Regions from separate parts of the Mus musculus genome. Here region 2 is linked to region 1. Evidence: chromatin contacts called from public HiChIP or PLAC-seq data. All regions are on one chromosome and are shown on one strand. Each heading gives the region's core, a stretch centred on a gene start, on an enhancer-like site or on the middle of the called end of the contact. The rest is flanking DNA. Distances are from core to core; before and after follow the strand shown.

Region 1 (4,842 bases), core at 208-2,707:
GCAGGAGGATGGCCTGAATGGGAGGATGCAGGCGGTGACCTTAGACTCTCCACAGCTCTCTACTCCAGACAAAGTCCTCATCCCTGAACGGTACATTGACCTGGAACCTGACACTCCCTTGAGCCCGGAGGAGTTGAAGGAGAAGCAGAAGAAGGTGGAGAGGATCAAGACGCTCATTGCCAAATCCAGGTAATAGGCCTAGGCGAGCCAGCCACTCCACTGCCCTCCCTGTACCCAGGTTCCTTGGGCACTAGGTATCTCGGAGGCACCTTGCCTCCCCAGGGTAGAGAAAATAAAAGCAGTGGCCAGAGGCAGCAGACTATACCCAGACATCTGGCAGAAATGAGGATGCTGGTCTGGTCCCTAGAAAGACCTGCTGGGCTTGTGCACAAACCAGAGGGTGCCTCTCTGCTCATCCTCCGCCCCTTCAAGGCTGCCCCACATGTTCACTTGAACCTTTGAAAATTCATTTGAGAACATTGAGGGTAGGGGTCCTAACAGTCTTGCCAGGGTCTCCCTCACTCCTAGGGACAGCCTTGCTGGGCACCAGAGGCTGCACACTCAAAGGCCCCTGGCCCTCCCCACCAACCTCAGCGCAGGCCTCCCCAAGCCAATTGGACCATGCTGTCCCTCCCTCCATGTCTGTGTGTCTGTGCCTCTTCAGTATGCAGAACGTGGTGCCCATCGGCGAGGGGGACTCTGTGGACGTGCCCCAGGACTCAGAGAGCCAGCTGCAGGAGCAGGAGAAGCGGATTGAAATCTCCTGTGCCCTGGCGACCGAGGCCTCCCGCAGGGGCCGCATGCTGTCTGGTGAGAGGGGCTGGGCCTCGCTCCGCCAGGGACACCAGCTGACCAGGTGTAGGGGAGGAAGTGCAGCATTGCCAGGGGGGCAGGCTCAGGAGAGACGCCAGGCCAAGGAGGTGGTTCATAGGGTCAGACCGAGCATTCACTAAGCACTGGGTTTGTGCTAGGCTCAGTACGAAGGGGCCAGAGTGGCCGACCTCCAGGGGCTTAGCTGTCATGATGCTCACAGCCACTTTATAGAGGACTGGTCAGAGGCGGCAGGGAACTTGGGGCCATGTGCCTCTGGAAAGTCACAGAGAAGGCAATGGCACTTCCTTAGGAAGCATAATCACACTTACCACCATGGCTGAGAGGACTAGGTGTTTAGGATTCCTTCTGCTTTTCTTCCTTGCTACATGCAAACAGAAGAATGGAAAGATGATCCCCCTCCTTCCCCTCCCCCCCAAAAAAGACAAGGCAGACAAGGACTTGAGAGCTATTTCATCTCTATCTTGGCTGCTGATCCAACTTAACTTTCCTAAGAAGAGACCTGCTAGGAAGAGGAAGTGACTTCACACTGACACAAAGGTCCCAATTAGATACCATAGAGGTGAAGTCACTGGACTGACTTCCACAGGCTAGAGTAGCCTCCTGGAGGAGGGGAATGTGGCCCGGCTTTCAATGAAGGGGAGTCTGTATGAATGGGAGGGGCAGATAAGGTCGTGGTTAGCTTCATCCACACATAATAGGACCATCTTCTTTTGTTTCGTTTTTGAGACAGGGTCTGGCTATGTAACTCAGCCTGGCCTAGAACCTTAGGTCTTCCTGCTTAAGCTTCTGAGTGCTGGGATTATTGGCACACACCACCACGCCCACAAAGTGTGGACTTTAGTGGCCACAGTTAGGAGGAATGATATGAAGTCGGCCGTGGCTTAAGGTGATGAGCAGAAGTGAGAGAGACCAGGTTACAGGCCACGGTTACGCTAGTCCTGACGAGGCAGGAGCAAGCAGATAAAGATGGAATCAGGAGGGATGGGGCTCCAAGCCTTCATTTCCTCAGTGGTAAAATTCAGAACACCTGCCTTCAGTTCAGATGGTGCAAGGGTCAGAAGCAGCCGAAGGCAGCCCCTCACCAAGTGCCTGGTGTTTAGTGCTGGGACAACGGTGATGCTGCGGTGCTCGGTAGAGATGCTTGAACCAGTAAGAGCTGAAGTTGAAACGAGACCCCTCTGTGCCGTTTCTAACTTGATATATGTACGTTACAACCAGAGGGCTGTCAGTCACAACAAAGAAAGTATCAGTTAAACCTCCAGGGAGAAGCTGATGTAATTAGGAACAATGAACTTCAGGATGGAGGGCTGGGGAGGCACTGGAGGTCGCAGGTGCTCCAGTGTCCGGCTCTGCACAGACAGGTGCTGAGAGCTATGAGGGGCCATCTCCTTTCCTGGAGCTAAGGCAGCAGAACCAGTTTAGCTGCAGAGTAGGATGCTGTCCTTACTTTTCAAAAGTAACTCGAACTGACATTGAACTTGAGTCAAATTCCACATGCTTTGAGCAAAAGGTACTTCCCATTTCAAGAGGGTAGCACATAGCATGCTTAAAAACTCCCCCTGCCCTGCCACGGATCTGGCTTTCTGCATTGTTACCCAACAGTCCAGGTTTCATGGAAACAAACCTCTGGGGCCTATCCGATTTCCCTTGACAATACACGGGCTTACATTTCAGGGTCTGTGTGCTGAAAGCAAATGGTCATCGTGCTATTGCCAAAACCTCCAACAATTCAAAAAATGGCTATGGGAGCACCAGACCTCAGCCCTAGCCCGCTGCCCCGCTATCCTTGGCCCATGGCCTGGAGGCCCTAGAGCAAGCACTACTCCTGGGCACATGGGTGTGGATTAGCAGCGTGGGCGTAGGTTCATACCCAGGACACTGGGAGGGAGAGTGGCTGGGCATAGGTCCCAAGAGCAGCAGGCTTGGCATGGGTGTGTGTGTCATGGACAACCTAATCAGTGAGTGCTCTGTTTGTAAGTCTGCCAAACTGCTGTGTGCAGATTCAGTGTATACCATATGAGACGATGCGATGCGGCATTTCTGAGTCTGTGTACCTGGCACAGATGTCATGTATCTGGCAATGTTCGCAGATGTGTATCTGTGTGTATTTAGATGATCTGTGTGGGAGAGAAAGGAATGTTTGAGGGGAAATGTGGGGATGCATCTGCGTGTGTGTGTGTGTGTGTGTGTGTGTGTGTGTGTGTGTGTGTATGCACATCCAGTATGCAGGTAGAGGTAACATCTAGGAATGTGCATATTTATATGTGGCTGGCTTTTCATGTGTCAGGAATGCCATGATCTATCCCGAATGTTGTGCGCAGTGTACACTCTGTAGCACTTGTAAACATATCTGTGCATAGGGGTGGGGTGAATGCACTCATAAATGTGTGTGGCTACTCACGCATGCAAATACTCACGCTTTGAAGTGCCACATCTGTCCAACATGTGCTTACCACACACTTGAACTTAACGCATTTTAGTGGGTATAGTCAATATATATTTCACGTGTCTGTTTCGTTAAAGAGATGATATTCACATAACTGTCGTCTTTTCCTTCCTCAGTTAATACTGTCAGTATCCCTATGCCCCTGACTTGTGTTGAAGGCATGAGCCCAGGAGCTGCTGTCCCTGTGTGACTCTCTCTGTATCTAAGTGTGGTCCCCTCCTGCTCATATGTCATCCTCACTTTTCATAAAGGCGCTGTGCTCTCTTCATTTGTGCCTTCTTAGAGCTATGCAGGGCCTTTCAATGCCCCCTCTGTCCCTTTTCCAGCCCCGGCTTTCTATTTCCAATCTGAGGCTCAGAACACCAACAGGTCAGCACTTGTTAGAACTCAGAATAACAGTGGCCGGATCCACAGAACTCTGTAGGTAGATGTTAGAACATTTTGGCTTCCCAGGGAGCCTCTTTGCTTTCTTGTCGGGGTTATTGACAGGTTTAGAATCTGAACATGACCCATGAGTAACACTTCTTCGGTAATATACACATGAATGTGTTGGGAAGCATTTGTGAGTGGTTTTGCCTATGAGATGACAGGTATGTTGGATCACATGGAAGTACCGAGGCTTGAAAGTGAACAAACACATATTTGAGTTGTGTAAGATGAGTGTACCCATGTGGTGCTGTCAGATCCCGGGCATAATAGCATTATATGAAGGAGACCTGAGCTCACAACCACTGGAAGCAACCTGGGCTATACACATCCTGGGGATATGCCCATAGCAACAACAGGAGCCTGTAGCAAGAGCAGGAGCCACATGGGCCCTGTTGCACAGAGCTCAGAGAAGGCGATGATGCCCATGCCAGGGTAGGAAGCAAGGAGTTGGAAGTTTAATGGCGCATCTTGGAGATGCGGCGTGACTCCTGGCCGAGGTCTGGTTCTTCTCCTAGCCCAAGTGGGGACGCTCTCTCTGCCATCCTTCTGCCTTGGCTATACCGAGGATGCGCAAGAGTCTGGTGTCCTCCTAGAGGACTCTCCTGTTACTGTCTTTCCCCTTTGCTGTTCTTCACATGAAATGATGATAATAAAGTAAAATCACGTCAGTCCAAACGTCACAGTTTTAAAGTTCAAAATGACTTCCCAAGTGTGGCCTGCAGGTCCTCTGCCGGATCGGTCGGAACAGGTTCTCACGTGATCGTGGGGAGGTTCATTCTGAGCCGCTAGTCCCGCCGAGACTTTATGCTAGTCAGGAAACTGTGTTCTCTGGAAAGGATTATCCTGCTGGCTGTCCTACCTCTCTGTTAAGTGGCGGCCCGATGCCGTGGACTGGTGTGATTTTATTGCACTATTAATCATTATCATGGGTGAAGCTGCCGTAGATGGTGTAAAGTGGCTGGGTCCCCCTTCGTTCTGTCTGCACAGGGTAGAATAAATAAGCCAGTGCGTGGACAGGAAGGGAGTCTTTATCCCAGAATGGGGTTCAGCCTGGAGCACCATCACCCAGCTTCTTAGCGGAGCCTGGGTGTGGCCGGATCTCCTCTGGGATCTCTCTATTCTCCACTGCACCC
Region 2 (4,637 bases), core at 1,243-3,742, 180 kb after region 1:
CAGTGTGTTCCTATTTAATTCCTTCGTTTGGCTTACATTTTGTTGTTGTTGTTGTTGTTGTTCTCTGTCAATATACTTCTTAACTTTCCTTATCATTTTCGACTTTATGGTCTCTCTCTTTTAATGTCACCTTAGGTTTTAATTTCCTATTAAATTAAATTTTTAATTCAATTTAATGTTACGCTATTTTATATTTGCAGTGCTGGGAATCAAATCTAGGGTGTTGTTTAAGTTAGGTAGGTACACTGCCCTTGAGCTATGTCCTTGGCTTCTATTTTAACCAGAGTAAATACCAACCCCATGCATACTAAGGATGGAACCCAGGTCCCCTCTATGTGCTAGGTAAGTGAAATGTACCATGGCCCTTCTAACTACAATTCTAACATGAGATCGGGAACCAGCAGAGTGGTGCATGTCCCTAACTCCAGCACTTGGGAGGGAAGGATGGTAGGACTGCTGCGGACTGGAGGGCAACCTGACCTATATAGCAAGTTCCAAGTTAGCCAGGCCACACCCACACATGCACACTACATGTACACACACACACATACACACACACACACCTCCATATGCATACCTCACACATCCACATACATACATACCTGCATATGCATACCACATACACACACACACACACACACACACACACACGCACGCACAGACTTACCATGCAACTGTGCTAAGCAGACTGCCACACAAACATAGACCCTCCAACACACATGCCCCTTGAGCTGAGGAGACCAGAGTTCTGTTCCCTGTCTTTTCCACTCTCTGCTTCTTGTTTTCCAAACGAGGCAATATACTAATCCTGAAGAGGTCAGCTCAGGAACTTTGGAAAATTCCACCAGACCCCTCCCCTCCTGGAAGAGAGAAGTCATGGAGCACTTAGGCAGCCCTCCCCTCGGGAAGGGAGAAGCTAATTACATTCCTCAGACGACAGAGGGGAAGACCAACCATCAGCCACCTGCGAGTGGGGGAGGCCCAGAGCACGTGGACACATTCCTTGCCCATTGGCCACCTACAGACAAGGGAAGTCCTTGCCACCTCATCCCCTAAAGACTAATCAGTTTAAGAGTCACACTGTTCTGCCAATCACATCGTGCCTAATGGTTGCTGCTGTAAAAACTGTATAAAAACTCTCCAAACGTGTTGCGCAGGGTCATCCTCTCTTCTTCGTGTGCAGGGTGACCCCAGCATGCTGGAGCAATAAAATTCCTCTTGCTTTTGCATTGGTTCCCAGCTCTGAGTTGTTCACTTTCGGAGTCTCCTAAGTTAAGGCTCGCCAGAGTCTTACAATCCCGCATCCTTTGTTCTCATGGTTCCTATGCATCTGCAGCTGATTCTGTCTAGGTCTCTCTGTCCCTAGGATGTCAGCTTGTGACTCCCAAATCTTGGTCTTTTCAACCCCTCAAGGGCTAGAAGGATTCAGCAGGCAGGCCACACTGTTAGAGCCTCAACTGAAGTGGCAGATCCTGACATCCTTTCTCCGATGTCCTCTATTGGTCTTGGTCATGGTGCCAACATCGGCACTGCCTCTTGGTACAGGTACCCTGCTATGGAAGCAGTTTTCTACACGTGGATTCAGCTCTTTATGTTTGGTGGGCTTTCTGTTTGTATCCACTCTTGAGGGACTTACTGCTTCCTAGCCTTTTCAAGAATATTTTATTTTAAACTTTAGTAACATTTGTGTGTGTATGTGTGTGTGTGTGTGTGTAGATTTGTGCATGTAGGTATAGTGCCCTGTGGAAGTCAGAAGATCATCTACTCTGGAGGTGGACTTGCAGGCAGATGTTAGCAGTCTGATGTGGGTATAGAAACCAAACTCAGATCCTCTGCAAGAACAGCAACTGCTCTTAACCACTGAGCAGTCTTTTCAGGCTCCTGCTTCCTGGACTTTGTGAGGAAGGTTTGTGAGGAAGGTTGCCAGAATTCTCACAGATTCCTGCTGGATGATGTATGTCTTAGTCACTGTTCTAGTGCTGTGAAGAGAAGCACCATGATCAAGGTGGCTCTTATAAAAGTTGCTGACATTTTTAGAGGGTTAGTCCATTATCATCCTGGCAGGCTAGGTGTGGGTTTTTGAAAACCTTAAAGTGGACCCCCCCAGCAACACACTTCTTCCAACAAGGTCACACCTCCTTAATCCTTCTAATTCTATCAGAGAGTTCCTTCCACTCCCTGGTGACTAAGCATTCAGGTATACGAGTCTGTGGGGTCATCCCTATGCAAACACCACAACTTCCTAACCACCAGGAGAACCAGCCTCCATTAATGGGCACCACATTCCCTTTCTAGTTAAAAAAGAACACAAAACCCTTGAACTTGGTTGATATGAGCCCTACAGAGTCTTCTCCTGTAACGAACTTGAAGATGGATGTGTAGAAATCCCACAAACAAGCTTTAAGACAAAAGCAAAGCAACTCGTGCATACGCTGTCCAGGATAGAACCTAGGGCCTCACATTGGCTAAGTATACCCTCTATTCTTGAGCTGCGCTCCAGACCAAGAGTGACAGAAAAGAAAGTCTACTGATGTACCAGGGGCTTGCAAAGGGATCTTTCCCTAGTAGGCCTTTGGAGGAAGACCAATCAGCTGACACTTTTATTTCCATCTGTTGAAACCAAGAGTGAGATCCCTGATCATAGAAACTGGAGATGACAACTTGGTGTCGTGTAAGCCACTAAACTTGTGGTGTTTTGTCACACAGTTGTAAGAGCCAGTTGGCCATGACTACATTCTGACAACTGTTTGGAGTTGAGATGAGCTGTTTGTGCCAGCGTGCTGCAGTTTCTCCTGAGAAAGCACAGTTGCACAGGGACCCACACCTCAGGAGGATGAAATGGGCAAGAAGCTACATTTGTAGCAAGACCCTCAACATAAGCAGAGTTAAGGTTAACTAGACAATGACTACAGTTCTGAGTGTTTTGCTAGTATCTTTGGAAAGAAGGATAGAGAATCCAAACTTAGGGTCAGAATTACATTGTTCCCAAAGGAGCAAAACAATATCATGGATGCCATGTGGTCTTGTTATAAAGAAGGGAGGGGGATGTGGCTCCAACTCCAGCACCATAAAGCCTTCTTGTAAAGTGACTTGAACTCTCCTCTCATTGAGAGGTGACTTCCATGTCCTCTTCAACTAGGCAGACTCATGACAGAAGTAATGCCGTGGGGGTACTGAGGCTATACATACTCATAAATAATTTTGTCCTAATAAGCACACAGACTTCTATGAGGTCTGTAAATTGAGCAACCCCAAAAGAGCTTAAGAAGTAGAAGGATCACTTGGCAAGTTTCTGTGAATGGTGATGGCAGTGCTAGATGCTGGGGGCTGAGAACTGAACCGCCATGGCTAACCTCAAAGGAGGGGCTGGAGGGATGTTCAGTGGTTATAAGCATGAGGACTGGAGCTTAGATCCCAGCACTCACATAAAAGCTGGGGTGATCCCATTGCACATCTGTAACTCTAGGACTGGAGATAAGGGTGGGGCATGAGAAGGATCCCTGGGACTTGCTGCCCTCCAGCCCAGATGAAAAATATGAGCTCCATCCAGCTTCAAGGAGAGACTCTGCCTCAAAGGACCAAAGCATAAATAGAAGACACCTGACTCCCTTCTAGGTCTCCATGTACATACTCTTCACACTTGTGTGCACGCACACACACACACACACACACACACACGGAGAGAAGGGAAGAAAGAAAGGACAGAAAGAAAGGAGGAAGGAAGGGAGGGAGGAAGGAAGGGAGGAAGGAAGGAAAAAAAGAAGGAAGGAAGGAAGAAAAGAAGGAAGGAAGGAGACAGAGAGAGAGACAGACAGACAGACAGACAGACAGAAAGGAGGAAGGAAAGAAAGCCAAACACTGATAAATTCTGCCTAGAAATATCAGAAACTCCATTTTGGCTCTAGGGCCTGTGGGAAGACATTTCCTTTACTATACAAATGAACACCGAAGAGCTGGGCTTGGTGGCATCCTATTGTAATCCCAGTACTTGGAGTTGGAGACAAAAGGATTAGGAGTTCAAAGCCCATTTTGAATCTATAGCAAGTTGGATGCTATTCTGGGTTACATGAGACCCTATATCAGAGAGAGACAGAGGTATTTAAGAATGAGGAAGACATTATTAATAATCACTATGGAAGAACAGGCACACACTTGGACTACACCAACTGCCTGCACAGTGGTCCTCAGAGCTGTGAGCCTTGACAGCTGCACTCACCTGACCTAACCCATCTCTCTGCATCTGCTCTGGTTGAGTATGGCTGCTCTGGGGACAGGGACACATCACTGGTGTGTGGCCATGGCACTCACTCTGCCTTGGTCTCTCTTCTCCTTGCCTCAGAGTCAGCATTCCCCCTTCTTCCTTACTCCTAGCTGAAGAGCTGATTGCATGCATACACCTGGATGCTCCTTGCCTGTGCACAATGCCTCCTGTTCCCTCTCTCCCTGATACTGGGACCACTGTACTTTCACCCACCAAGATCTTGCACAGCAACTCTACCCTCTATCTCTCGCTTCACTGCGTCCTCTCCTCTAATCTATTCAGCACACAATCTGTTCTTTCTCATACCTCAAAATAAAAGAGCCTGTAGCCCCTGCTTCTGGGAAGCCAAAGCTGGAAAGAAGATCATGGGTGTAAG

Evidence for each region. HiChIP or PLAC-seq counts read pairs in DNA pulled down with a chosen protein or histone mark.
Region 2: a contact with region 1 is called in an HNF4G HiChIP or PLAC-seq map of pancreatic cancer cells. The contact joins two enhancer-like sites. A contact is called at or near these places in 1 of 115 datasets of contacts at active chromatin or transcription factors (pancreatic cancer cells) and 1 of 9 other capture datasets (adipose tissue).

The regions. Positions count from the first base shown.
Region 1 is chr1:133,293,899-133,298,740 of GRCm38.p6, forward strand. It overlaps Plekha6 (pleckstrin homology domain containing, family A member 6), which reads left to right. Exons shown (of 27, transcript NM_182930.2): 24 at 56-189; 25 at 665-810. Among named protein-coding and RNA genes, the nearest start is that of Golt1a, 14 kb to the right of the region's middle. Within about 2 kb of position 1,458, at least 54 of the 459 cell types and tissues checked have an H3K27ac peak or open chromatin away from gene starts, as enhancers often do. A contact at or near this core is called in pancreatic cancer cells, where this site is marked.
Region 2 is chr1:133,475,164-133,479,800 of GRCm38.p6, forward strand. No RefSeq gene overlaps it. Among named protein-coding and RNA genes, the nearest start is that of Sox13, 53 kb to the left of the region's middle. Within about 2 kb of position 2,493, at least 15 of the 459 cell types and tissues checked have an H3K27ac peak or open chromatin away from gene starts, as enhancers often do. A contact at or near this core is called in pancreatic cancer cells, where this site is marked.